Regions from separate parts of the Mus musculus genome. Here regions 1, 3 and 4 are each linked to region 2. The links are chromatin contacts, called in public Hi-C maps. All regions are on one chromosome and are shown on one strand. The core of a region is the stretch at or near the end of the contact, and the rest is flanking DNA. Distances in the headings are between cores, read along the strand shown. Region 1 holds the start of Nsun2 (NOL1/NOP2/Sun domain family member 2). Region 2 holds the start of Zfp367 (zinc finger protein 367). Region 3 holds the start of A930018O16Rik. Region 4 holds the start of Hnrnpk (heterogeneous nuclear ribonucleoprotein K).

Region 1 (7,249 bases), core at 3,882-6,381, 5.5 Mb before region 2:
ACACGGGGGTCGGGTGAGTGTCCTCAAGGATGGTCAGCTATCAGAGCAGACAGCCAGGAGCCAAAGCCCAGTGCAGGAAAGAAAGTGATCACTGAGCAATAATCCTCCTTCCTCACATCTCCTCTACCAGGAACCCTCCACGTCTACTTCCCAGAGCTAAGCAACTACTTGCAGAAACCAGACATCAGCTATCTTTATCTTTTGGGCAACTAATCAACACAACGCCCTCCTGTTGTTTTCACCAGAGCCAGGGCACGACAGCTGGCAGATAAGACCCGTTCAGGTGGGGACAGGGAGCAGCAGGGCAGTACTGCCTCCGTCATAACCTACCAATAATGGGGACATGTGGGCTTCTCACAAAGTACCTGCTTCTCAACCTGAAACACTTGTCAAGCATTTGACACATGACAAGTCAGGCATATGACCGTCAGACCTGACATTTTCACCTGTTATTCTCTGCCTTGAGTTTGTGATCAGCAGTGACTCTGTGGCACCTACCTAACCCTTGATTCACTCACCTAGGCACACCGACGTAAGCTTCCGGTCTATCAGTGTGACTCTGCCTCCAAAACTCTGCAGAGCTAATGAAGCTAGCTCTGCTCGGCTGCACAGCTCCCACTGCCTAGTTCCTCTAATAGTCACCTTCCCTCACAACTTGGGTCTCCATCACCACCTAGGTACCTACTGCACTGGTCGCCACCCAGCCTGTGCTCTATTCAAAGCACAAACTGGATGCTTCCTCATGGTTTGCTAACCTCTTACTCTACCACCAACCTAGATAAGGAACTGAGCAGAGCTGAGTACAGACAAGGATGTGGCAGCTTTCAATGCTTAGTTTCCATCGAGGGAAAGTCAAGCAAACTTATGTCCTCTACCTATCTGCACAGAAAGCCACAGTGGTAAAAAACAGCCAGAAACTGAAACTGAGCCAGACCCAACTTTCAAATTGGTAATGGCACCAGTAACTAGGGAAGCACAGTATTTGTAAAGCTTGGTGAACAGGAAGCCCGCTTTATCTAGTAGCACAAAACCATTCACTTCATCAGAAAGAGGTGAACAAGAAAAGGAAAGCTATAGAGTGTGCACTTCTCCAGGTCCACATGAATGGGCAGCAGCTGTACTGGGACAGTCCAGTGACTGAAGTCGCTCGAACCAACCCAGAAAGTCTGCACCTATGAGAATTACAGCTACACTCGGCTACATGTTTTTGGCAGCATTGGTAAAGGTTCAATATAGGAAAAATACATTCAGCAAGATACAGTAAGATAAAGTGTGACGTTAACAGTGCCATTACAAGTAAACTAGATAACTTCCATAGTGGCCCTAAAATCTTGGATGTATGACAGTTCAAGTGAACACACATCTAAGAAGAAAAAAGGAGGAGACTGCACAGAAGTACTATGAGTGACAGTGACAGCCTGGTCCTACACTCAGATTCGACAGCCATGTGAATCCACCAAGAGAAGGCAGTCAGACAAGCTGACAACAGAGACAGGTAAGCCTAGTCAATCACAGGAAACTAAGGCCAGGGTCTCCTCACCATGGCCACTCTCCAGGTGGGAAGCACAGTGCCAGTGCAATCACAGCACTCAGTGTTCAGGCCCCAGGGCGCTCACAGAACCCACTTACAGACTCAGTCTCGCTGACCAGGAACTGATGGAACTTTGCCAACAACGGGGACTTCCTCAAGATTTTCCGACTTAAGTTTGTATGCCAGGCAAGTTCTTCAGGGTACCTAGAGACGGAAGATGTTGACCATTTTCATACAATAAGGCATGAGTAGTAGGCAGTTACATGTTTGATAGATTCCTGATTATGATTTTGTTAGTCTATTTTGTATGTCTGTAAAAGCAATTCTATAAGGAAACAAAAGAGCTTGCGTACAAAACCCAACCCTACACCCCCTCCCATTCCTGGAAACCACAAATGCACTCAGTTTTAACAAAGTCTGTTATCAGCTATGCAGACTGAAGAATGAAGTCTCCTGTCATTTGTGTCACTCTGAGGACATTCCTTCTTTGTGAAGTCAGTGATCGGGACAGGTGTTATCTACACCTGGCCTGTATGTATTCATCTACATGCAGGAACAAGGGCTTTGATGTGACTCACGACACTCTGCTCACCAAGCCTACTCAACCCAGCATCAAACTAAGCAGGTCGGACAGTAATTAATCTCTGTGTTGGCACTGACTGTTACACCTGAGACAGGACAATGAATTCCTGTAACAAGTCACAGAGGTTCTGTGTATCTCTGTAGCCATGGTAACAAATGGGAAAATGAAATCAGGCTGACTGGAAAACAGACTCAAAGTGACAAACTTGAAACTTGGAAGTGACACAGAAAAATAGTTCTTAGACCCTGCTCAACCGTTGTGCACTAAGATACTTCTGTTAATTTCCATCTAAATTATGAAAAAGAAATTTTCTGTGGATGTTACACACAGCACTCTTTGATGTATCAGACAATTAAAAACAACTGAAATATTAACCCTGCTTCACCAGAGGCAATTCCATCGACGCCACCAGTCTGGAGTCCTAGTGAGATATTGGAGAAATCTTCTGCACACTGATTTTAGTGTCTGACATCCAGGACTCATTTAAACGGACCTGCTGTGCTTAACATGGTAAGGAAGGATATTGAAAACCCAAATAGCCAGTGAAAAATGGCAAGCGATATTCCATGATTAAAAAAAAACACAAAAGATTACCTAAAAACAAAAGACAACATCAATATACCAATAGCCAAAATGCAGACATGGTAGCATAGGCCTTCAATCTCAAAAGAAGAGGGGATTGTCTCTCTGAGTTTGAAGTTCAGCCTGTTCGACATAGAAACTTCCAGACCAGCCATGATTAAATAAGACCCTGCCTCAAAATGAAAAATCATTAAAAAAAAAATTAAAACCCATAGTTATCAGAAAAGACTCACTAAATTCACCTTTATATAGAAACTGCTTAAAATATTTTTCTTTTGTGAAAATTTTACCTAAAAATCTTAAATATGAAACCATAATTAAAAGTTTCCTTAAGTTCACTCAGGGTGTGGAGCATCTGAGCTGTTACTGAGCATTTCAGGTATTAAATATGAAATCCTACACCTTCAGAGCCAGGGATCACAGGTAATAAAAGGGCTGTCATGGGAGCAGGAGTGCCTGGCTGCTGGATACAGGGGAAGCCTGACTGAATGTGAGCCTACAGGCAGGCTGCGCTGGGAAACACTGGCACACAAGCCATAGCAACCTGTGATGAGACTGGCAAGCAGAGCTTGTCTTCCCTTCTACTCGGAAACTAGGATGTGGAAAACTGGTCATTGTAAAAAGAAGTTCAAGAAGCAACTCAGGAACATCAAGGAGGAAGCTGGACCCAAGACCAATTAACCAAACTCATTAACTCAATTAACTGCGAGTCACTGATGAACATGTGTACCCCAACCTCATGTTAATAAAAGCACTACAGGAAAGAACATTAAGATGCTTGAAAAGAGGCAGATGATGGGGGCTGGGGAGACGTCTCAGTGGTTAAGAGCACTGGCTGCTCTTCCAGACCAGAGGTCCTGCGTTGAATTCTCAGCAACCACATGGTAATGGGATCCAGTGCCCTCTTCTGATGTGCCTGAAGACAGCCTCCCTGCACTCGTATACATACATACATAAATCTAATAAGGCAGATGATGCTGGTACATGGATTTAATCCACCCAGCAGAGGCAGGTGGATCTGAGTTTGAGACTAACCTTGTCTACAGGTTTCAGAACACCCAGAAATCCTGTCTCGGAAAACAGACAAACAGATGCTTGAAAAATACATCCAGGGACTAGGTACACGGCTCAGCAGTTAAGAGTACTGTCTGCTCTCTCCCTCCCAGAGGTCCTTCCCAGCAACCACATGGTGGCTCACAACCATCTGTAATGAGTCCTGTAATGCCTTCTGGTGTGTCTGAATACAGTGTACTTATATATAATAAACACGTAAATCTTTATAAGAAGAAAAAAAAAGGAAAGTACAACCAAGCTCTTTAAGCCGACAGTGACTTTAGAGCTGAGAAGTGCATTAAAGGGGGTTGGGGACCTAAGAAACACCCAGCACGAGGAAGCATTCTGTACCCACCAGCTTAGTGGTTGTGGAACTTCAACTTTCTGTCCATCTACTTCCAGGTCCTCCAACTCCTTAAAGTACTTGTTCTTCAAGCAATGGAGAATCTCTTTGGCATGGCTATGGAAAAAAAAAAAAAAGCAAGTTTCACAGTCATCTAAGAAGGTGAGTTGGTAAGATTTAATAGCTTTAAGATTGCCAAGTGTTTTAAACGTAAAACCAGTTCTGAGAAGACGTTCCATAAGCGCTCCGGGGTGTGCAGACTTTTTAACACCTAGGCCCTGTTAACATCTAAGAAAGCAACACCATCAATTTTCTAACTCCCTCCAGTTCACTGTTCTGTTGGACACACCTTACAAATAAGGTAAAAGCAATACTGCATTTTGTCACAGCTTCAGTTTTTAATTGCCACGAGTCTTGCGGACAACGTACTTTGACGTGCAAGAGAGGCAAAGATTCCTGCTGCTCTGATGGTCCCCCATAGGACCCAAGTCTTTCCCGGGTCGCGTTTTCTATTCATATTCTAATGTCCCACCGAGGACGTTCCTGTGCACTACAGCCCCCAAGTCCACACCTCAGAAAAGACACAGCAAACGTACCTTTTGTACCCAGTGATTCTCAGTGTGGCTGGGAGAGGTTCTCGGAGTGACTCCATGAATTGGTCCCATTCTCCCTCTGGCACGATCTTGAGTTCCTGATAGTAGTGCTCGAAGAGCTTGTTCTCCTTTACGATCTCGGGATAGCCACCTTCCCAGCCCTGCCAGGAAAGCGACAGGTGAGCAAGCTCCGACCGACACCCGCGAACCCGGCCCACGAGCAAGCTCCGCACGCGCGAGCCCACCAGACACCCCTCTCGTCCCCGCGCCTACCGCCTGGCCTCGCTTTCTGCCGCCGTCGCTGGCGTCTTCCTCGCCCTCAGGCTGCGGCGGCTGCTGGAACCGCCGGCCCCGCGCCCGCCGCCCCATGGCCCACGCGGCTGCACACGCGGAGCGCACACAGCGACCCACCAAACCGCACGCACGCTGCACTTCCGGCTGCATCCCGAGGACCCCGCGGCTGGGTCCTAGCAGAGGCAGTCAAAAAATATGCCTGAAAGACACAACATGCTCCCGCCGAGAACTCACGCAAAAAAAAGGGTGGTATTCCTATAGAGAACGTGTTTCCTCAAATCAACCTTAAACGCCACTGAGCGTGAATCTCCCCGTCTTACACAGAGACTCAGGCACCTGCATGGACGACCTGATCGTAGCGCGTGCGCAGAGAGTCATGGAGTGTTGTCCGATCTGTCGCTGTCCGGGTTAGACTGTGGAGGGGCGTGGTTGCAAGTTAGGCGGGGCGGAGCGAGAGTCTGTTTCGAGCGAAGAGGCGGGGTCTTTGCTGTGTAGGCGGGACTTTGTGGGTGATGCGAGGCTCTGGTGCTCCGCTGTGGCGCTGAGGGGGCGGAGCTCCGGCAGAACTTTTCGCGAGCCAAAGGAGCTCTCAGCCAATGTGTGTAGCGCTCCAAGATCGGGCGGGGCTCTGAGGAGCGGGGCTCGAGACTAAGGCGCCCTCCCCCCGAAGAGGCGTGGCTCCCTGTGTGGGCGGGGTTTTACCCAATCGTTCTCTCGTTTGGATTACGGGCGGGAGGGTATCTTCTGGTGGTGCTAGCCTGTGCTCCTGTCTCCGCCCGAGCAGGTGGCTCGCCCCTCCCCTGGGCAGGTACACCCTGCTGGAGCGCTGGCCCTTGTGGGCTGCTCTGCGCCCTCCTCCTGAGCTTATATGTGGCTCCACTTGGACATCCGAGCATGGAGCACGCTGCTCGACCTCAGCTATGGAGTTGGATGAGTTGCGCCTACTGGATGCGCTAGTCTACCTGGAGGGTTTCCTGGCTTTCGTGGCCTTCGTGGGGCTCCAGATGGTGGGCTCTTCCTACGGCCGCTACTCCTCGCAGTGGTCCGGCCGCCGAGTGCCCGCGCGACCTGCCTGGTTCCTACAGGAGCTGCCTTCAATGGCCTGGCCGCTGTACGAGTGCATCCGTCCTGCAGCCGCCCGACTGGGCAACCTGCCTAACCGCGTCCTGCTAGCTATGTTTCTGATCCACTACGTGCAAAGGTAATGGTCTTCCCTCCTGCGCTTGCTCCCGAGGACCCGCGGCTCAGAGACTTAATTCCGAAATACAAAGGATTGTCTAGAAAGGGAGGTAGAAAGGACCGCACAGAAGCGGTGGAAGTTCGTGTCTGGTCAGGGATAGTGGCACAGTGGTCCGGATTTCTTCCCTGCCCATCTGCAGACTCCGCCCTAAGGAGTATCTGCGATGCCATCCAAGCTGCATTTCTACTGTTTCCCCCTTGGGGAATCTATCCCTGGTAGCCTGTCCCATAGCCAGGTGACCTAGCTTCAGCTTGCTAACAACCTACTCTGGAACCACTGTGGACCCCGAATGTGGACTGGAGCAATTTCAGAGATGTTTTGCTTTCTCTGTGTGAGATGGTATGAATCTTTCCCAGGAGGTGTTATGTGAAAAATGTTTTAGTGACCGCCTCAAGTCTTTGGGTTTTCTAATAAACTGGACTGGACTGTCTCTAGGTCTTATCTTTAACTGACCCAACATTTATTAATAACGTTTAAATGTTTTCATCTAGATTCTGAAAAGTGCACAATTAAAAAAAAAAAAGGATGTCTCTATATCTAAGGAAGTTGAGTTCTGTGACATTTGGGACATGGGAAAGTCTCTTATCCTCTCTGATCCTAAAGTATTCATTTCCCAGAGAGGCTGGGAGAATGCATTGTTGTGTTAATAGCCTCTGCTTTCTTAAATCCAGTGAGGAGAAAGAATGAGTTTCTAGATCTATTGCCCAAAGTCCACTGTGGCCACTATGGTACATGAGTTGATTGATCTTTTGCTGTTTTGTTTTGTTTTGTTTGTTTTTTCAAGACCGAGTTTCTCTGTGTAACAGCTTGGCTGTCCTGGAACTTACTTTATAGACCAGACTGGTCTTGAACTTTCAGAGTTCCACCTGCCTTTGCCTCATGAGTGCTGGGATTAAAGATGTGCACCGCCACCATGCAGGGCTGGGGAGTTGATTTTTGACTGATTTCTTGTCAGTATTAATGCAGGCCCTTTATATGAGGGCACAATCAACATACAAGGAAGACTGAGTTCTGTGTAACCCAAATTGTT
Region 2 (6,562 bases), core at 2,906-5,405:
GGGAGAAAAAGGTTTCTATCATCTTATACTCCCAGGTCATAGTTTATCATTGAGAGAACCTGGGCATGAATTCAAAGCAAGAACCTGAAGGAAGGATCCATGGAGGAATGGTGCTTGCTGGCTTACTCATAGACTGATATTTTGCTAACCTTCTTATACAATCCAGGAACACCTCCCCCAGGGAATTGTGCTTCTGATCTGTTAACAGACAATCTACCACAGAATTGCCTCAGGCAAACTGGTCTGGACACTCTCAATTGAGACTCCCTTCTCATGTGCATCTAGGCTGTGTCAAGTTGATAGTTAAAGCTAATTAAGACAGATAGCATTGGTTCTATTCTCTCCTTTCTTCCACTTGTCCTTTCTCTGTCCTTTGCTTTGAAACTGTGACCTCTCAGATCATCCCAGAAAACAAAGTAACAAAGTTAGCCTGTAACTCTTTTGCTGGATGCTTCTTTAGTTATATTAGACCAGGCTATAAAATCAGGGCTTGTGAGTTGTTCTTCATAGATTCTTGGCTAATGTTGGTAATAGTCTGTCTAGACATAAGGTAGTTATTTCATTTCTGTAGGTATAAGTATATAAAGCATCATGTGCCTCATTCTTCTTAATTTCCATGTTCCATTTTCTAGACACCTCACAGATAGTACTTTGTTAGCCTTTATTAAATGATGCCTCTTAATATCACCAACATGAACTGTTGATTACAAGAACTGTGTAGTGTTTCAAAGCAGAAGGTTAATATTTGTTGTAAATTAGAAAATTACTTTAAAATAGGTTCTTTAATCCAGGGATTTTATTAGAATCTGTTAAGGATCAGATAAAATTGCTCGGGATTAATGAAAACAAGAGGGATGTTTGTATACTGGGAACTCAATGAATGTAAGTTGTATATATTTATGTGTATATGCTGGTGTCCCAGAGTTCAGAGGAGGATGTCAGTTTCTCTGAAACTGGAGTTTCAGGCAGTTATGAGCTACCAGACATGCATGCTGGGAATCAAACCAAAGCCCTTTGCAAGAGCAGCAAATGTTGCTGAGCAATTTCTCCAGCCCTTCAGCTTCCATTTTCAAAGCTGCTTCATGTACATTTTTAGATGTGACACTAAATCTCTCTATATATTTTAAAGATATATTTATTTATTTTAGGTATATGAGTACACTGTAGCTGTCTTCAGACACACCAGAAGAGGGATTCCATTACAGATGGTTGTGAGCCACCATGTACTTGCTGGGAATTGAACTCAGGACCTCTGGAAGAACAGTCAGTGCTCTTAACCACTGAGTCATCTCTCCAGCCCTCTCTATACTTTTTAAATTGTTTTGTGTCTCACACAGGATAAAAAATTTTGCTTTGATAGCAATAGTCATGCTTCTTGACTCTATTCAAGTTCTACATGTTCAAGTTGAAAGCCCCCTTTTACTTTCTTTTTAAGGCTTTAGGATACATTGTAAAAGATTTGACAGACTTTTATCAAGCTTTTTTTCCGTAGCTTTTTTTCATGCTGAGGATTGAGCCCAAAGCCTTACAACACATGCCTAGGTGTACCAATAAGCCACACCCCCAAGGGACTACATTTTGAACACTGAAATAGTATAGCTGGTTTTTTGCTTGCTGAGTTTTAGCTTTTGGAGACTGTTTCTCTGTGTAGCTGTAGCCCTGGGTGGCCTCAAACTCTGAGGTCCGCCTGCCTTTGACACCTGCTGGGAGTAAAGGCATGCACTAGCACCCTGTCTTTTTAGTCTCAGCAGGAGACCACTGCTCGTCTGTGACGGGTTTTAGTGTCTTCAGAGTTAGTGTACATCCTTAGGCTGTTAATTATATCTAGGACAGAACATAGACATCAGGAATATACGCACACATTGCATATAGCCCCCTGGTGGCATCAAAGTGGAGCAAGAAGCAGCTCAGAGTGACTTCAGTTCTCCCAGAATCAAACTCACCACATTCCTGGCATGTTTTTCATTCTCTTGTGGCTGGAAGCAAGTGGAGTTGCCAGGTTACCCTTCATCAAGGGTAATTTTTAGAAACCTTGTCAGTGTTCTGCTTTCTGGGTGATTCATCTTGCACTTGAGCAGGTTAGTGTTGAATAGTAATTATTGGCCAGTGTTTAACCTGTGGGCCTCTTGCCCAGCCCTTCATTCAAGTGTTCCTGATAGCTATATCTTTTTTTTTTATTTTTTAAACTTTCACTATCAACTATGAAACAAAGTATTTTAGTGGATTTGAAACAATGTAGTAAGGTTTCTGTTGTCGTTTACAATATTATCCCATTGTGGGAAACAAAAGCTGAACTTTCCGTTTCCAGATTGACTATTAAAATCAGACTGTATTTCCCGTCCCGCCCCCCACCCCCCCATACAGTAGATACAAGCTGTGGTACCCAGCCAGCCTCCAGAAAAGAAATCCAATTTAAAATGTTAAATGTATATGAGTGTTTGGCTTCCTTGAATGTGTATCATGTGCATGCATTGTCAGAGGAAGCTACAAGAGGGAAGCAGATCACCTGGGACTGAAGTCACATACTGCCACCACTGGGAGCTTGGAACCCAAGTCTCCTGGAGGAGCAGCAAGTCCTCTTAACCATGGAGCCATTTCTCTGGCTGCTTTGTTCTTTTTTTTTTTTTTTTTTTTTAAAGATACTTTTACTTGTCCCACTTCAAAGATACAAATTACTCAATGTATCTTCTTGAAACATTTCACTTCAGTTCACAAGTTACTTTCTCTCCATAAAGTCAAATTTGACTTCGGTATCTTGCTAGGTATAGTTTATTTACCCAAAATAAAGATGTGGCTAAAAATAAGGTCACACTATTGGCTGCTTTGATTTGTTAATTTAGGCAGTTTTCTCTAAAACAACACTCTGGTGCCTAAATTAATTTAGGCATAGCTTTGTATTTGATGGAGTTTAGTTACCGGTTCTATCGCTTAACCACTGGATACTCATTCAGATATAAAAATCTTTATGGAGTCTCTACTAGGAACAGGCTGCCTGGGAAACGCAGCAAGCAAATGAGCTCCAGTTGCCAGTTCTATCCTTTAGCCTCTAAAGAGATTTTTAAAAAATCTTTGAACTGCTACCACCATCAGACTGCCTGGGAAACACTGCAAGCAAGTACGACCGGGAGCTGACTACTGTGCGAATGGTTGCTCATGCGTCCCACCGCGGTCCCGAGCCTGGCAGCAAGAACCAATAGTCCGGGAACCGTAGCAGGGCTGGTCACGGGACTCACATTAAGAACCCATGCCCTTAGGCAGGAGTGGTGACTCACGTCTTTAGTCCCAGTACTGGGTGTGTGTGTGTATGGAGGGGGGGGGGCGAATGGGATCTCTGACTTCGAGGCCCTCCTGGTCCCTACATAGGGAGTTACAGGGCAGCCAGGACTCTATAGAGACCCTGTCTCAAAACAAAAACAAGCCGGGCGGTGGTGGCTCATGCCTTTAATCCCAGCACTTGGGAGGCAAAGGCAGGTGGATTTCTGAGTTCGAGGCCAGCTTGGTCTACAAAGTGAGTTCCAGGGCAGCTAGGGCTATGCAGAGAAACCCTGTCTCGAAAAACAAAACAAAACCAACAACAACCCCCCAACGCCCAAAAAGAAGTGGTGCTTTGCTGGCGCCTTGAGCAGCCGTGGGTGGGGTGGGGTGGGACGGGCGCGGCCTCAGCCCTTTAAACTGGCTGCGCGCGGGAGGGGGCGGATTGGGTGGGGCGATGGGGAGGGCCCTCTCCACTGCAACTTCTCCAGACTCCTACCCTCTTTACACCCCCTCTTCTTCTGGTGGGGGAGGGACCCAGCATGCTCGCCCCGCCCACCACCACGCCCCTTTCCCGCAGCTCCTCCAATCAACAGCCTCTTTCCCCCTCCCCACCTTCGCAGGAGTCATCCGGCCAGGGTGGGGCTCCCGACGGGTGTGTCAGGACAAGACGCGCGCTCCTACAGACTTTCGAACGCAGTTGGCCCTCCAGACAAAAAAGTATGAGAGCGGCGGCCAATGACGTGGCAGTAAGGACCCGCGCTCGAATTGGTTCCGCCCCCTCCGGACGGAACACAGCCTGGACCCGGCTATTGGCTCTCGCGACCTGTCACTCGTCGCGGTGGCCAGCCGCAGGGTCCTCGCGGTGACTGGTTCCGCCCAGGCGCGAAATGTAACGCGGGAAAAGCCGAAGCGGGGACCGCGGCGGCAGGTTGTTATTCTCGGGGACTCGGCGCCTCGCGTCCCGTTTTCCTGTCAGCAACGCTGCTGCAGCCTGATCGCCCGGAGCCGCCTGCCATGAGCCGGCGGCTGTGAGGCGCCGAGACGTAGCAGCGCGGGCGAGCAAGGCAAGCTCGGGCCGCCGAGAGCGCGAGGGCTGCAGACGAGCCAGCATGATCCGCGGCGCCCCGGCACCCATGGCGGAGCCGCCGCCGGTCGTCTTCTGCCACGACTCCCCGAAGCGCGTACTGGTATCGGTCATCAGGACCACGCCGGCAACGCCTCCGTGCAGCAGCGTGGGGGAGCCCGAGCCGCCGCCGCCGCTCGTCCCCACTAGCCCCGGCTTCAGCGACTTCATGGTGTACCCGTGGCGCTGGGGTGAGAACGCGCATAACGTGACGCTCAGCCCGGGGGCGGCGGGCGGCGTCGTTTCAGCCGGACTGCCCGTGGCGGCTGAACTCCCGACGCTGCGGGGTGCGCCTCAGTCCTCCGCCTCCGTGGCCGCCGTGTCGGGCGGGGAGGACGAGGAGGAGGCGAGCAGCCCAGACAGCGGCCACCTCAAGGTGAGTGGCTCGGGCGGCCCCGGGCGCGGGGCGGCCTGGGGCCCGTTAACGGCGCCGCTCGCCAGCGGGGCGGGGCCGGAGAGGAAAAGCGGGGTGGCGGGGGCGGTGGCTGACAGGACGCTGACGTCACTGCCGCGCGCCAAAACCGGACCTTTGGGGGCAAGGTGGTCATGTGACGGGTGCGGCGCGAAGGCCGGTCTGAGGGCAGCAGGTGCAGCGGGGTGATGAGGGGGAGGCTCGCTGTGTCCAGATGCCTTGCACTGCTGTGCTTGTAACCTCGCGGCCTCGGCCTGCTTAGATGTGGGAAGGAAGGATGTGAGCATTTGGCTCCAGCCCACATTGGGGCGGGGGCCAAGTATCGCACTGTATCCCTGGCCTGCCTGGGACTCTCAGAGTTCTACTTTCCGAGTGCTGGAATTCAAGGCTAGCGACACCATGCCCTACTATACCCTTTACATCCGGAGCAGCTGAGGGTTAGGGAGTTTGTTAAAGCGTCTTCATGAAAATCGTATGTATAGCTAGCTAGTGGGAGTGTTGGCACACGGTGACTGTGCTCGGAAGGAACCGGGAGTGTGTTTATGGGGCTAGACTTAATACTGGACATTCATCAGAGCTCAGGAAGGTATCGGTAAATCTGTGTGTCGAATACATGGTATTGCAAGATAAATATGCAGTTTTCTGTTGTTGGTTGACTGCCAGAATAACTTGATTTGCTACAGGTGTAGCAAAGCAAATTACCCAGCGGATTAAGGGATGCCTAGTTTATCAATTGAAGCAAGTTTGGTAACATTGTGTATGGGCGGTAGCCAAAAAGGTGAAACTGTTTTGTGTGAGGAAGTAGGTACTTAGCTAGTGGTATTATTATAGAGCAGTAAAGTTGAAACTTGCACCACAGTGCATATTTGAAAGAACAGTAGAGATGTTGGTAGTAGAAACTGCGTTGGTGTAAGGAACAGCTATTGTTGCTGGCTTCAGGTCGCCCCTCCTGACATGTCATCTTAGGTACTTTAGGTATCTATAACTTTTGTATTAATTCAATATTTTAGTCCTTAGAAAATGCATTGTACAGTTAAGTGACATACAAAAATACCGTGGAAGTTTCTTGTATTTGACTTTTTAAAGTTGTAGTTAATTTATATTGTGTCTGCACTTGTGTATGACTGACACTGAAGTCAGTTTTATGAACCACTTTGAGGGTGCTGGGAATCTAGCTCAAGTTCTTTGGAAGAGCAACAAGTGCTTTTAACCATTGAGCTATCTCTCTGTCCCCTTTTCCCCTCAATTTGATTTTTGGATTATCAAAAAAAAAAAAAAAACTGTCGTAAATCAGTGGTTCTCAACCTTCCTAGTGCTGCATCCCTGTAATACAGCTCCAGTTGTGATGACCCCAACCATAAAATTATTTTCGTTGCTACTTCATAGTTATAAATTTGCTACAGTTATGAATCATAACGTCAATATCTGTTTTCCCCAATGACCTTAGGTGATCCCTGTGAAAGAGTTGTTCGACCCCCAAAGGGGTCTGGACCCCGTAGGTTGAGAACTGCTGTTGCTTGTATTTATTTGTTTTTCCAGACAGGGTTTCTCTGTGTAGCCTGGACTGTCCTGGAACTCACTCTGTAGACAAGGTGGCTTCAGTCTCAGAGATCCTCCTGCCTCCGGTCTCGAGCTGGTGAGAATTGTTGTAAAGAGATGAAATCATAGGTGTGTGCTTTTGGCTTGAATCAGACTTCTCTTTCCATAGATCTGTGTACATGTTCTCACGGTACTCACGGTACATAAGCTTGAGTTTTGTTTCTACATCTTTA
Region 3 (6,919 bases), core at 964-3,463, 5.4 Mb before region 2:
TGTTACACCGTCCTAGAGCTGATGTCCAGCAGAGAAGAGGACAACAAGCCTGTCTCTCCTTGGGGGCCTGCCATTCTGACAAAGTAGAGGGAACACAGAAAAACTATATATTGGATAGTCGGTGAAATCAAAACGTGCAGAAGCCCCTCTCATGGGTGCCTGAACAGCCTTGTAAGGAAACAGATATTCACAGATGTTCTCAGGTTATGGTGACATTTCTTAGTGTGTGCCCAATCCAACATACCAGGGGTCCTAAGAAAAGAGGCAGACATGGTGAAAGTGCCATGCAATGATGGAGTCAGGTTAGTGATGTGACTGAACAAGCAGTGCCAAGGAATGCCAAGAATAATAGACACCTGGAGGAAAGCAGGAAGCAGGGTAATTTTCCTTGTACAAACCTTCTGAGACATCATGGCTGCCGACATCCAGAACTGTGGAGGAGCAAACTTGCTTTCTGAGTGCCCGAATCAGTAAAATCAGGGAAAGAAATGGGGAAGCTGTAAGACCCAGTGTAAAAGCTCTGGGGCAGGAGTGTGCCTCACACTTGCTGCTGGTGCGTATGAGGTTTTGGGACAACCTGGAGAAAATGGGGAAAGACTAGGTGGAGTCTGGCAGGTTAGCAAGGCTGTTACATTTTGATCAGTGAGAGAGTAAGCTCCAGTAACATTCTGAGGCGATAGACGATCTGATTTCTTAAAAGTAACAACTTAAATATGTATGCATATATGCGTGGACATATCAGACGCTGGGATCACCGGCTGAGTGGGTTAAAAATTAAAGGGGGCAAAGGAAGGAATATGGGGAAAACACCTGGGAGACAATTTAAAAACAGACCAAAGACGGAGGTGACCAATGAGAAGAGAGGCAAGAATTTGTCTTTGGACAGTAGCAGAGCCAAGAGGAACGAGGGACGGAGGAGGGCAAAGACTTTTGCGCTTTTGCCCAGATCCATTAAAAATTGAGTTCAAACAAGAACTGTTTTTCTTTCCCGTAGTATTTAACACAACACACTCTGGGACAGGGCTTCAGGGCTTGCGTGTACTGTTTGCAATCGTCCTGCCTTGGCCTCCCAAACGCTGGAATTACAGGCACTCGTGACCACACACAAAGCATAGGCTCTGCTCATTGGCTGTGATCTCCACATACACCGGTGGTCAGAAAACGCCAGAGATAAAACATTCATTCGCATTAACGCTACTGACTGAAGGCAGTAAGCACGCTACCTGGCCCTTACTTCCACCTTGGTACAGTGTGAGAAGGGCCAAGTACTTGGTAAGGTTTGCTCCACGGTGGTACAGACCACGAGGGAAGCAGTTCTCTTATGCTCAAAATTAGCGGAGCCCGGATGCAGAGGCCCAAGGACGGCAGAGGCAGAGCGGGCACCCGCTGGGCTGGACCCGCACACCAAACGCACAGGACACCAGAGCTGCTTCCGGCTTCACGGGCCGTGGCGCCCGCACGCGGCGCATGCCAGAGCAGGCGCGTTTGGTGGAGCGCGTTGCGAGCGACGGGCCACGCGTGGCCGGCTCTGCCCAGTCACTCCACCGTACAGAGCACGCGAGGAGAAGGCGGGAGGGCGGGGGCTCGACCCGGTGCAGTCGCAGCGGTTTCGTTTTCCCAGGCGGTCCGCGACCGCAGCACACCAGCCGGCGCGGAAACTTCCACCCGGCACGCTGGCGTGTCTGCGCACGCGCAGCGCGGCCCACACAGCCCAGCGCCGACCCGCACCCGCCCCTCCGGCCCCGCCCTGTCTGTCTGGTCTGCATGCGCCCGCGCCACTGTCTCTCCGCCGCCGCCCGGAGCGCGCAGTGCGCAAGCGCGGTAACCAAGGCGGCGCTGTCTAGTGAGGATTTGAAATCCCCGCGCGTGCGCACTGCGCCGCGGCCCGCGAGGGAGGCCGCGCCCCCGCGCCGCCGCCCCCGCGCCGCCTCCCCGCCCCTCATTGGAGCTGAGGCGGCGGCCCCCATCCCTCTCCGTTCCCGGCCGCCGCCGAGGGCGTCTTTCCGCCGCCGCGCCGCAGGAGCGCCGTGACTGACTGACGGCCCGACGCTCTGGGCCCGCCCCCTCGGCCGGTCACCGCCCCTTCGATGGCCTCTCCCTGCCGCCCGCACGCTACGCCGCCGCCGCCGCGGCCCCCTCGCCCTCCCCGCGCCGCCTGAGCCACCGGGACCGCAGCTGCGCCGCGCGCCCCACCGAGCGCCGCCCGCGCCCATCCGCGCGCACCGGAGCGCGGCCCAGGCCCGTCCGTCCGTCCGTCCGCGCGGCCGGCCCGGGGCGCGGCGGGGCGGGGCGCGGCGGGGGCGGGGCGCGGCGGGCGACGCGGGCCCCGCGGGGGCGGCGCGTGGATGGATCCGCGCGTGGCCTGGATCCAGCCGGAGCAGAAGGGGCCGGCCAATGCCCTGTGGATGCAGATCTGGGAGACCTCGCAGGGCGTGGGCCGTGGCGGCTCCGGCTTCGCGTCCTACTTCTGCCTCAACTCGCCGGCGCTGGACACGGCGGCCGCGCCCGGGGCGGCGGGGCGCGCAGCACCAGCAGCAGGAGGCCCGGGGCCGGCGCCCGCCGCCTCGTCCCCGCCGCCGGCGCCCGGCCCCGCCGCGCTGCCCCCGGCGCTGCTTACCGCGCTAGGGCCCGCGGCGGACAGCGCAAGACGCTTGCACAAGTCCCCGTCGCTGTCGTCGTCGTCGTCCTCGTCGTCGTCCAACGCCGAGTCGGGCACCGAGAGTCCCGGCTGCTCGTCGTCGTCCTCCAGCAGCACCTCGCTCGGCCGCGCCGGCAGCGGCCGCACCTTCTTCAGCTTCGCCGACGGTGCTGCCCACGCACACCCGGGCCCACGCGGCTCCACGCCCGCCGGCTCGCCGCCGCAGCACCAGTTCCACCCGGGTCGGCGGAAACGCGAGAACAAGGCCAGCACGTATGGCCTCAACTACCTGCTGTCGGGCAGCCGCGCGGCCACGCTGAGCGGAGGGGGCGGCCCCGGGGCCCAGGCGGCGCGGCCCGGCACGCCGTGGAAGAGCCGCGCGTACAGCCCGGGCATCCAGGGGTGAGTGCGCCCGAGCCGCGGGGCTGCCAGCGGCGCGGGCACTTTAAAAACTCCGTTGGATCGAGATCCACCAGGCAGGGGGGATTGACAGTTCGGGATGGAGGCCTAGGGCTAGACTAGAAAGTGGTTCCTTTCTTTCCTCTGCTCCAGGGCAGGGAAGCAAGGGCTGGCTGTCAGAGTGGGAAGCGTTTACGCGTGTTCTTTCCTGTAGGCTAAATCCTGTATCTTAGTGTAGTGAGGTTGAATGTAAAAAATTTTTGTTCCCTTTTTTTGAGACAGTAGGTTTTTGGTATTGGTGCAGTTTAGCCATCAAGTGAGGTTTAGAAGTGGAGTCTTGTGTGTGTTGAGGTTACCTCGTACGTTTTAATTTTGGGCAGACGTTCACAGAAAGACCGTCACCTGGGGTTTCTGAAAACCACCTAATAGTACTCAGGTTTTTTTCCTGTGAACTCACAGGAAGGTGTTTTCATTTAAAAATTTTTCCATAAGGCTCAGAGGACCTTAGCGGTTTAATGTCCCCAATGACAGCAAGGTGGGGGTGTTGGTCTGGAATTGCCCCAGGTGAGACTTTTCTAGTATGAAGCTCTTCATTCAACCTATTGGTTGAATTTCTGAACATCTAGAAACAAAATAGTGGTTGTGTAGTCTCAAGACTGGTGAGCTTGATTTGCCTCAGTTCCTGCCGCTCTTAAAGGGCGTCTAACCTCCCCCCCTCCCCCTCACTCCAGGGAGCGACATCCCCAGTTCAAGTCCACCCGGGTGGTTGCTAGGCCCTGGGACTCCTTTGAGGTAACTTCTTAGGGGGCTGTTTGCGGTTTGAGGTCTGTGGGGAACACGGATACTCTTTAAGGGGTTGGGGGTGTTACATAGAAACAGTTGTCCCCTCTGCAACTTGTTTCACCTGCCTTGGATCTTTGGGTCGGGATTCTCCAGCATGCACTACAAATCCAGGAGGAGCCTGGTTTCTTCTGCCAGTTCCCCCGCAGTGCTTGCTTGTAGAACTTTGTGAGACAGGTGTGGCCGTGGACCTACGGGAGGTTTCTGGATTGTTACATAACTGTAATGGACATGGTGTCTGCCGGGAGACGGATCCTAGCCTCTGACAGAGTTCCACTTGGGTACTTAGGCATCAGCAGCATGATCTGCCCCTCGGTGAGAGTTGTGTCCCTTGATGTGGTCTCTCTGGTGGTCTGTAAAGCTGGTCAGCCTCTGTGTGTTCTTCTGTGGCGTTTTGTTAGTATGTGTGCCTCTGTGGGCTAGGTGTGCTTTTAGAGTCTAGCATGGGTGCAGTTGGCATGGGTGGCATGTATTTCTATTGATCCCACAAGCATGGTCCCTTCTTTAAATACCCTCCCTTCCTGGTACAGATGAACATTGCCACCTGGGTATTCATACTTGGCTCCTGTCACCCTACTCCCAAGTCTGTAGTTCTTGATTAGCCGCTGTCCCCCAAGTCTGGGTCTCTCTTCCTATGTCAAGCACATTGTAACCACTCTCTGGAGGAGGATGCTCAGGCAGTCCAAGACTGGGGTCTTCTGTGCACTGTGGCCTAGCCTGTGTCCTTGGTCAGCAGGGTCAGTGGGATGAGGTTCTACCAGCCCCCAACTTTCACGAGAGCCTCCATTACTTCCCCCACCCACCCAAGAGAGATGAAGGCCTGACTCGGTGGTGCTTGGGCTCTGCCACTCTTCTTGCCTGAGCCCTGCCTCAGAGCCCCACTTGCTCACTTTAGGGTTCAAAACCCAGCTAGAGTTTAGCGTTGGATGCTGCCTGGTGACTCTTCCTTTTCTGTCTAGGTGGCATGTGTTGAATGGTGACTCCTGGAGGAGGAGCTTGCTAACTGGCTTGGCATGTGTGCGTGAGAGAGTGCCTCCTGAGAGGGTACCTTGTCTGTTTCCTACTGTGACTGACCTCTCGAGGGGGTGGGAAGGAATTAGTGAACGGGCACCAGTAGAGCTGAGCCCTATATGTTAACAGTAAAGGTGGCTCCAACTATTGCTGGTTGCTCTCACGTGAGCTGATCTTGGATGGCAAAAAAAGGACCTGTCTGAAGCTAGTCTTGTGCTGTGTGGGGCCAGCACCAAGCCTGGCTTAGCAAGAGACACAAGTAAGGTTAAGTGTTGGCTTGAGCGTGGCCCAGTTAACAGTGAGGGGGCCTGTTATGTTAGTGAGAGGCTGCTGAGCTTGCTTTCTGCTGCTGGGGACGTGCCTTTGGGGGACTCCGCAGACCTCCAGAAAGGGTGAGTGGTTTTCTGGTGGGGTGAGAGTCTGGGTCTCTGCCCAGGTGGACACGGGGCACTTGCACCTTTCAGCTCTCTGGGTGGAGTTTGCCCTTGGAAACTGCTAGACTGCTTTCGATCCCGGGTAGGATGAAGAAAGCGGACAGGGCTTAGTGTAATGAGCTTGGGGAGGAGAGAAGGTGAGCCCTGCTATGGGAGCTCCCCTGAGCCCAGCTCTGAAACCTTCCTTGGGACATGGCAGGCATAATGTCAGATGTGCCTCTGCATGAGTTTCTTGCTTAGGATGGAGGCAGGCATGGGCAGGCTCTCTGGGTCCTCCCTCCCCCCTTTAACTAACTCACTGTGCCTTCTGAGTCCTTAACTCTGACCCACAGTGTGATTCCTTAGTCCTGGGCAGTCTCAGTGGCTTTAGAAGCTGCTTTGGGTTAAAAGTAAAGAGCATTCCCCTGGAAGTGAGGATTGGAGTGTGGTCCTGACCTCCCTGGTGTCTTGCAGGAGTGCAGATGGACAGGGGAGGCCCCAGCCCTTGCATACACCTGCAGCCCCATGACTTGAGTTGACTCTGAAGGTTGTGTCCTCCCAGGTGTGCCTACAGTGGGCAGCTTCTCTGCAACTCTCTTCACCATAGTTAGTCTTTGAATGTGTCCTGTGCCCTTGGCGACAGGAGTCCCGTTGTCCGTCTGAAGCCGGAGAAGCCTCCAGTGTCAGCAGTTACAGCTTGGCTGTGACTGATGGTGCTCTCAGGGCTGTGGGGTGATTCCCTCCCAGCTCCATGACTGCTCTTTTTGCTGTTCTCCTGTGAGGGAGTCAGAGCTCGGTGGAGCAGCCAGGTTCCCTCTCCTGCAGCACAGCTCCTGGCTGTTCTGACAGAAGCAGATGGCCTTTCCTCAGAAGGCTCCATTGGGAAGGCACAGGTGAGGGCCCAGTGGGTTGTGCTGTGGAACACAAGTGTAGTCACTGCTATCTCCCTCCCTGTCTTCCAGTGAGCATCAGGGGATGCACGGGAGGGAAGAGGGAATCAGGGAAGCTGTAAACCCCGCCTGTGCAGGTGACAGTGGCATAAGAGGTTTCTTTCACAGAGATGCTCAAGGTTGAAGAGGGAGATGAGAACAGTATACTACACAGAGCTTGTTGTCATATGGACAGTGTTACCTCCTGTGCAACCTTCTCCAACTAAACAGCACCACTCTCTTGTCATGGCCAGTCTCCATACAGAACTGGAAAGGCTAGTGAGATGCTGTCCCGGGCAGCTGAGGGGAGTCCCGGAGAACTGCTGCACCACGGCTTGCTCAGGATGGAGAGCTGATGCTGGGGAAGGCTGCCCAGGAGGACAAGGCCAGTCTTCTCTTAGACTAGAATATTAAGCAGGCTGGCGCAGTCCTTTGGAAAAGAGGCCCTAGGGTTGGGGAGGCCTTGGGTTTGGTTCCTAACACCAAGGAGAAAAGCAATAGAAACAAAGAAACAAACAACCATAAAAATAAAAATGGAGTCCCTGAGTAATTTTGAAGAAAAACCATCTAATGCTCATGCTGTGTAAGTTAAGGAGGGCGGGCATCCGGGTGTCCTGGCGTCTGGGTGTCCTGGCGTCCTGTGGCTGGGATATTTGGATGAAGAAGCAGGGCTGCTTCCCCCTTAGAAG
Region 4 (7,138 bases), core at 4,076-6,575, 5.8 Mb after region 2:
CCTTGAAAACAACAGAAAAAAGTGGGCACATTCTCTGAAAACAAAACGGAGGGCGATACTTAAAGCTACACTCATTTCTTTTAAATAAGTGTACGTGTCCATCTGAAAACAAAACAAAAGGTGACTCAATACACTAAAGCCAGCGCCTGTGCTTCTCAGTACAAACAGGCTGAGTCACTATCCCTTTACACTTCTCTCTTTCCAGCATTAGAAAAATCCTTGCTCTCTACCTGGAAGCTACTCAAACCTTAGCTCAGACAGTATAATGAGAAAGACAAATGTTTAAGTTAGGGTGCAAGCTTCATGGCCTAATGTCAATTCTTTAACTTCTCTAACTCAGTATTTTCATCAGCACCACCATCTGCCTTACAGGGCTGCAGAAAAATTGATATGCATGATAAAGTGTAATGCCAGACCTCTGAAAGACACTGGGCTATTACTATATCTTATTATTTTAATAAAATAATAATCAGATTCTGTGATTTAAATTTTACTTAATGTTCACTAGTTTCTTCTGACATCTATAATTAACTTTATATTTTAACTCTATTAAAATTTATATGACTATAGTCGGCCACCTTACTCTGGGATGAGAGAAGTCTTACTTGTTTACCTAAATATTCTCAACTGTGCTGTCAGGTATGCTTAAATCTGATTCTCTCAGTATAACAAACCAATAGCAAAATACTAAAGACAAATCAATTTAAATATATATCTATGCTTAGCATGTCCATAAGAAAACTCACCACTTAGCAGGCCAGCCTGTGAGCTAACGAGGGATTTCAAGCTAGATGGTCAGTACAGTACTCAGAGCCTCCTCTGCAGAGAAATGACCCTGAAACATAAGATAAGGGGCAGTGAAGATTCTAGAATTGCGCCACAGAAAGTCACTAGCTTATTCCCATGAGTGCAAAAGTAGGATGGTGTGGTTCTGGGGACAGTTAAGTAAAATAAAAACAATACAGGCTAAAAATGGAAATGTAGCCGGGTGGTGGTGGCATACACCTAGCACTGGGGAGGCAGAGGCAGCCTGTTTCCAGGGTTACAGTTAAACCAGAAGATAACTAAGGTAATTAACACAGTGTGTGACCAAGCAGTTCAGAGGAAACTCAGGTACCGGAGGACTTTTTTTTTTTTTTTGAAGCAGTGATATATACCATGGCACAACTTGCAGGACTTGGTTCTCTTTCCACCAGGTGGGTTCTAGGGATCAAAACTATGGTGTCAGACTTGGTGGCAAGTGCCTTTAGCTGCTGAGGAAGGCAAGCATAGGAGATAGGGCAGCCTGGGACCCACTTGCTCTTGGTTAGGCATAATACCCTCTCCCTTGTAAAAGTGTCTTACCACAGTCATGGCAGACAGCAAAGGGTCAGCTAGGACACACAATTTCCCATTTGCTGATAGACAAACAACAGTCCCCTCAGTACAAGAAAAACAACTTGGAAAAAGAGGTCTTTTAAATTGAACATTAAGTTTATATCCTGTAACACACACCTTTTACTTTCCAGAACCAATATTAAAAGATCAGAAATAAAGACAAGAACAGGTGTATCTGCAGCCTTGGGCTCAATCTCTAGGATTTAGGAGGAAAGAGGAGAGGGATGAGGGAAGAGGAACAAAAGACACTGGAATGCTTATCTGACAAAGCTTATCAATATTTATATATTTGAGGGGGTTTGAATGTTATCAAGCAAAAACATACATTATGTCTATGAAATAGAAGGCTGTGTAGTCTTCAGATTTTTAAACATGTTTAAGTGTGTGGGGTGGTATAAGGTATATGTGGGGAGGTGGAGGCATGTGCACAAGTGCAGATGCTCAAGGAGGTGGGGGTCAGGTCCCTTGGAGTTGGATATTACACACTGCTGGGAGTTACTCCAATCCTCTGGAAGAGCAGTTAAGTTCTTAGACCAGGAACCATCCCTCTAGACCTTCAAGTTTTGTTTTGTTTTGTTTTGTTGAGACAGGGCCTCTCCTTTTATGCGACTTTGGACCTCTCTATGCAGACCAGACTGGTCTCCACTGAGATCTATTCGAACCTGCCTCCCAAGTTCTGGGATTAAAGGAATATACCATCACACCCAGCTCTAACATTTTTTAGGGACTATTTAATGACGTGAAAAATATATTCGTATTTCCTTAGCATAATAGCAACATATAAAGTTACAAAACTTAATCCTCACCACTTTTATAGTAAGAAAAAATACTTTTATTAACCTTTGTACCTGATATTTGGCTACTAATACATATTTACATTCTAAAAACTACTAAGACTTAAACAGAACCAAGTAGGAAAATTCTGCTAATTACCACTAAGGTTTAGGCATACTTGGCTCAATGATTAATTTTTAATCAGATTCAGATTTTTTTAATAGAACACCATTCCTAGATATTGTATGTGGCATTCAATCAATAGCTGAGATCTTAAATCAGTAACAAAGATTTATATCCATTTTATGTTTCTATTATTTTCCTTTAAAAAATAAGTTGGGCTAAGAAAGATGGCTTAGCAGGTAAAGGTACCTGCCACTAAATGTAACGATGAGTCTACTCCTATGGTCCAATAGGGTAGAAGAGAACTCTGCACAGGGTTGTCCCACAGGGTTATCCCCTGGCTCCCACTTAGTCACACTACAAAATGTTTAAATAAATAAATAAATAAATAAGCACTTACTTCTAACACCATTTTAACTTGTTAAAGACACTAAGATGACTTTAGAGTTCTGGGAAGGTAATAGACCTTACCTTTTATAGGGATAAAACCGTTATATTACTGTTGACATAAGAAGTAGCCACAAAGCTTGGCTGGTGGCACATGCCTTTATTCCCAGCACTCAGAAGGCAGAGGCAAGCAAATCTCAGGGTTTGAGGACTGCCTGGGTCTACAGAAGAAGTTCCAGCCAGGGGTACACTGAGAAACCCTTATCTTGAGGAAAAAATAAATAAAAATAAAACTAGAGAGAAAATCCCACTTAGGAGTCTCTAACCCAGCTCTGTTCTGTCATCTTGAATATGGTTTCTATCCTCAATACTTTTTAAAACTTTTTTTCATTATATACACATGTGTGGAGGTTAGAGGTCAAGAGAGTAAGGTCTGGTCTTCCCCCATCCTGGAGATGAAATTTACCTTGGCAGCCAACACCTTCACCCACTGCTCCATCTCACCTGTCTGCCCTCTTACCTTAGTTTTGTTTGTTTCTTGAGACAGTTTGACTATGTAGCTCTGGCTGACCTAGAACTCACAGATTCACATCTCTGCTTCCCAGCTGCTATGATCAAAGGCATGAACCATCATAGTTTATTCTACTTTTCAAAAAACTCCCTCACACATAAAACAAAACCCACAATGTATTCAAAGTACTGTAATAAGCATTGAATTGTCAGCACAAAGTGGCAAACAGGACAGAACTCGGGGTATGGTGCCTACAGTATTTCAAATATTTTCTCAGCCAGCTACTGAACTGTTGAAATTATATTAAATCTCACAGCTAAGTCATACTGAATCCAAATTGATACTAAAGCATTAGGTTAATGGTTACCCAGGAGCCACTAAAGGAAACAAAGTGGCATGGGCTTTGTTGTGACACCCAAATCCAGGGCCTCCGCACTCAGTGTGCTACACCACTGAGCTACAGTCTGAGGTTTTAATAAGGAATTGAAAACCTCCAACTCTAAATAGAAAATGAAGGACGGACAAAAGACACTTTGATTACTCAAAGAGAAAACCTAAAAAAGTGAGAGAAGAAAACAAACAGGTATAACTGGGGGGTGGGGGTGGGCGCAAGAACAATCCTGCCATGAAATCTTGAGGAAGCAACTTCTCACTAGAGACTAGTCAAGACAATTTCTGTAGTTTCCTTTAGATTCCCACTTCTCATTTACAAAAAAAGTTGTTAGCGGGGTGGTGGAGGCGGCTATGCAGGCAATAATCTCAGCACTCGGGAGGCAGAGACAGGGGGATCTCTGAGTTCCAGACCAGCCAGGGTTACACGGAGAAACCTTGCCTCGGAAAAAAAAAATGTTGTACTAGAAATACTAACTTGCCGGGCAGTGGTGGCACACGCTTTTACTCCCAGCACTTGGGAGGCAGAGGCATTGGATTTCTGAGTTCGAGGCCAGCCTGGTCTACAGAGTTCCAGGACAGCCAAGACTACACAGAGAAACCCTGTCTCGGAAAAAAAAAAAAAAAAAAGAAAAAGAAAAAAAGAAATACTAACTTTAGCTGGCCATGGTTACGCTTGCCTTTAATCCCTGCTTTGGGAGGACGAGGCAGGTGGATCTCTTGAGAGACCCTCCGGGTCAAAAACCACCATATGAAAAATCTTGAGCCAGGAGTGGGGGCACACGCTTTTAATGCCAGCGTTTGAGAGGCAGCGGCAGGAGATCTACAGGATCCCACGACAGCCAGGGCTACACTAGGCTGTCTCAGAACGAGAGCCCCCTCACCAGATCCTCAAGCCCCAGTCTCTTCTGTCAGTTAGGTAAAGGATGGCTCGACCGCTCTGTAACGGAGCGATTTACAGGGTGCTGGCCGGTGTGCACATTTTGGGATTATTCGAGGGAAAGGTAGGACAGGGTGCGCTCGCACACACGCCTCGCTAACTGGAGGTCACCCCTACAGGCTGACATCCGGACATCAGCCAGAGTCTGGGGACCGTGGAGCTCTGCTGTGAGGATGAGGAGCGAGGCGAGCACCCGCAGTGACCCTCCCTTCCCCTGGTGGGGCAGCCATGGCGGGGCAGTGTGCCTGCGAGCTTTCTCAGGGAGGGTCCCAGGGAGCGCTGCAGCACGGACGCGCGGGCATTCCCTACGCGGCGTTCCCGGGGGGTCTGCATCGCACCGGCCCAACACGGAAGTAAGCCCCGGGCTCCCTGGGAGCGGGCGCCGCTTCCAGCCCTCCCCCGCCCTCCCCGCCGGGGGAGCCGTTAGCACAGCGGGTTTCCCGGGCGCCGCGGAGGGGGCGCAGAGCCCGCAGCGCCGGGGAGGGAGGGGGCGAGCGAGACGCGACAACGGGTAGCTGCGGAACCCGGGCGGAGCACCGACCGACCTGGCCTTCCCGCCTCGCCTCGCCTCGCCTCGCACCGCAGCGTGATCCCAGGGCCGCGCGCCGCTCTCCCTCTCCCGTTCCCAGCTGGGTTCTCTTTTCCCTCTTTCACTTCTTCCCGCCCAATCGGGCGCTCACGGGGCGACCGTCCCTCCTCCAATCGCGCCAAACTCCCTCGGGGCTCGAAAATCCCCCCGCAGTCGCCCCTCCCGGCACACGTGAGCAGCGCCGCTGAAGTCTCGCGAGAGGTCTGTCACTACTCCCCTCCCCCTCACCACAGAGTGCGCGAACGAGAAAGGAGGAGGGCGCTACAGGCGACAGCGCTGCAGACGCCATTATCCTCTGCTTCTCCGCTGCACGGACGTCGCCGTCGTGCTCGTCTCCCACTCGATTGCGGCCTGTAGGTATCTGGGTGGGCTAGGGCTTCGGGGTAGCGAGTCCCCGGAGCGGGTTGGCGCCCCGGGATGGCGGCTTGGGCTATCCCCATGCCCGAGTTTTCTCAGGCCCGCGGCCTTCCAGCCCAAAGGGAGTCGCCGGCGGAAGGCGGGGTTCTCGGCGCCGTAATTGACGCGGCCACGGGCCAATCGCTTCGCGCTCGCACCACCGCCGAAGCCTGGGCAGCCAATGGGGCGCGACGCTGAAGTGGGAGGGGGTTTGTCCTCGTTCTCTGTCTAGCAGTGACCGACCGTCGGAGGCGGCGCGGCCGGGAGGCAACGGCGGACTCGCGCGGTGAGCGGGACGGGCGGGTCGCGCTGGCTGGAGCGGGGTCGGACGCCGTAGTCGGCTGTCCGGGGTGGCGTTCGGGGCGGCCGTGGCCCGCCGGGGAACGTTGCCCGGGTTCCCCTCCCCCCACCGCCGCCATTTCCCCGAGCGTGCCCCTGCGGTTGGCGTGCCGGCGCTAGGTGGCTTGAGGGACCCGGGAAGGAGAGGCCTGTGGGTTTGCGACGCGGGCGCCCCGTGTGGAGGGAGCGCCGGGCCGTCCGGTGGACTCGCGGGTGTGGTGTGTGTGTGTGCGCCCCGGCCGCCCTTTGTCCCTCCACGGCGTGGGCCTCCCTCCTCACCCCACCTCCGGGGTGGGGGGTGCTGCGCGGCGGGGCCGATGGGGCGGCCGCGGCGGCTTTGTCTCGGGTGGTGGGGGAGGTGCGGGGGACGGGCGCTCGCGAGCCCGCGTGCTGGGTGGGGGAGGGGGGTCTCGCGCGACTCCGCCTAGTCGCACGTAGTCGCCATTACGCGGGCCGCCATTTCCTGTCGGATCCGGGTGAGGAGAGGCTCGCCGCTCGGCGACGGTCGCTGGCCGCTGCTTCCAGGCCCGGCCCGTGGGCGGGAGGCGAGCGCGCGCGGTCGGTCTCGCTCGGCGGACCTGTTAACACCAGCGCGCTGTGGGAACAGCGGCCGCGGGACGAGAGGGCTGGCTGGGCCTGTTTGTGTGCGTAGACCCGGCTGATTTGCCTGAATCCATTTACCCCCGCGGCCGGGGGTTTAGCGGAGTGGCCGGCCGATCTCTGCATTTAAAGTGGTCCCCAGAGGGATCGTCATTTGCTGCCGGCGTTTTGGAATAGGAGAAGGCATGAGGGTGATGCCTCGACTTTAAGATCCTGTGTTGGTCCTTGGCTTTGGTAGGACTACGAGTTAACTGGACCAGTTGTGATGGTTTGGTTGCAGTCTTGGAGAGTTGGGTTAGAGGTAAAATTGTTGGGAAATAGCCTTTTTTACGTTGCCTAAAATAATGGTGTTGGTGATTAAAGATTCCGTGGCTTTGCTGAATAATGGTGGTCGTTTCCATCTGGTTCTTTAGATTTCTGTGTCTGAAAGTTCAATGTACCTTGTATTTGCCGCTAAGTTTTTTAAAGTTGGCAGATTTCATTGATTAGTGTTGTCAGTCACGACCAAAGGCGGGGAAAAAATTACTACTAGCCCTACTATAACACTAGTTTTGTGATAAGACGTGGTCTTTTCAAGAATTAGTCTCGTGAACAAAATTATATGTCGACTAGTTTTTCCGTTGTAATGAAATGAAGCAAGTTGCTGAGGACGGAATTACTGGTCCCCCACACCCCTTGCGGGGGGGGGGGGCGCAAGGCTCTGGTGGTGGAG

What was found. Hi-C and Micro-C count contacts between places; a contact is called where the count stands out from the background.
Region 1: a contact with region 2 is called in a Hi-C map of CD4 T cells, with 6 times the contacts expected there. The contact joins the promoter of Nsun2 here to the promoter of Zfp367 in region 2. A contact is called at or near these places in 2 of 484 Hi-C or Micro-C datasets (CD4 T cells and CD8 T cells).
Region 3: a Hi-C map of CD4 T cells shows a contact between it and region 2, with 10 times the contacts expected there. The contact joins the promoter of A930018O16Rik here to the promoter of Zfp367 in region 2. A contact is called at or near these places in 1 of 39 promoter capture datasets (pre-B cells) and 1 of 484 Hi-C or Micro-C datasets (CD4 T cells).
Region 4: a Hi-C map of B cells shows a contact between it and region 2, with 5 read pairs. The contact joins the promoter of Hnrnpk here to the promoter of Zfp367 in region 2.

What each region holds. Positions count from the first base shown.
Region 1 is chr13:69,609,898-69,617,146 of GRCm38.p6, reverse strand. It overlaps Nsun2 (NOL1/NOP2/Sun domain family member 2), which reads right to left and starts at 5,131. Exons shown (of 19, transcript NM_145354.5): 1 at 4,959-5,131; 2 at 4,689-4,846; 3 at 4,105-4,209; 4 at 1,630-1,735. The coding sequence starts at 5,054. Srd5a1 (steroid 5 alpha-reductase 1) reads left to right here and starts at 5,684. Exons shown (of 5, transcript NM_175283.3): 1 at 5,684-6,180. The coding sequence starts at 5,900.
Region 2 is chr13:64,150,792-64,157,353 of GRCm38.p6, reverse strand. It overlaps Zfp367 (zinc finger protein 367), which reads left to right and starts at 4,155. Exons shown (of 5, transcript NM_175494.5): 1 at 4,155-4,754. The coding sequence starts at 4,365.
Region 3 is chr13:69,529,609-69,536,527 of GRCm38.p6, reverse strand. It overlaps A930018O16Rik, which reads right to left and starts at 2,213. Exons shown (of 1, transcript XM_011244606.3): 1 at 1,077-2,213. The coding sequence starts at 2,213. The coding sequence ends at 1,332. It overlaps Tent4a (terminal nucleotidyltransferase 4A), which reads left to right and starts at 2,664. Exons shown (of 13, transcript NM_198600.2): 1 at 2,664-3,040.
Region 4 is chr13:58,400,699-58,407,836 of GRCm38.p6, reverse strand. It overlaps Hnrnpk (heterogeneous nuclear ribonucleoprotein K), which reads left to right and starts at 5,325. Exons shown (of 16, transcript NM_025279.3): 1 at 5,325-5,444. It overlaps Rmi1 (RecQ mediated genome instability 1), which reads right to left and starts at 5,240. Exons shown (of 3, transcript NM_028904.3): 1 at 5,048-5,240; 2 at 747-835.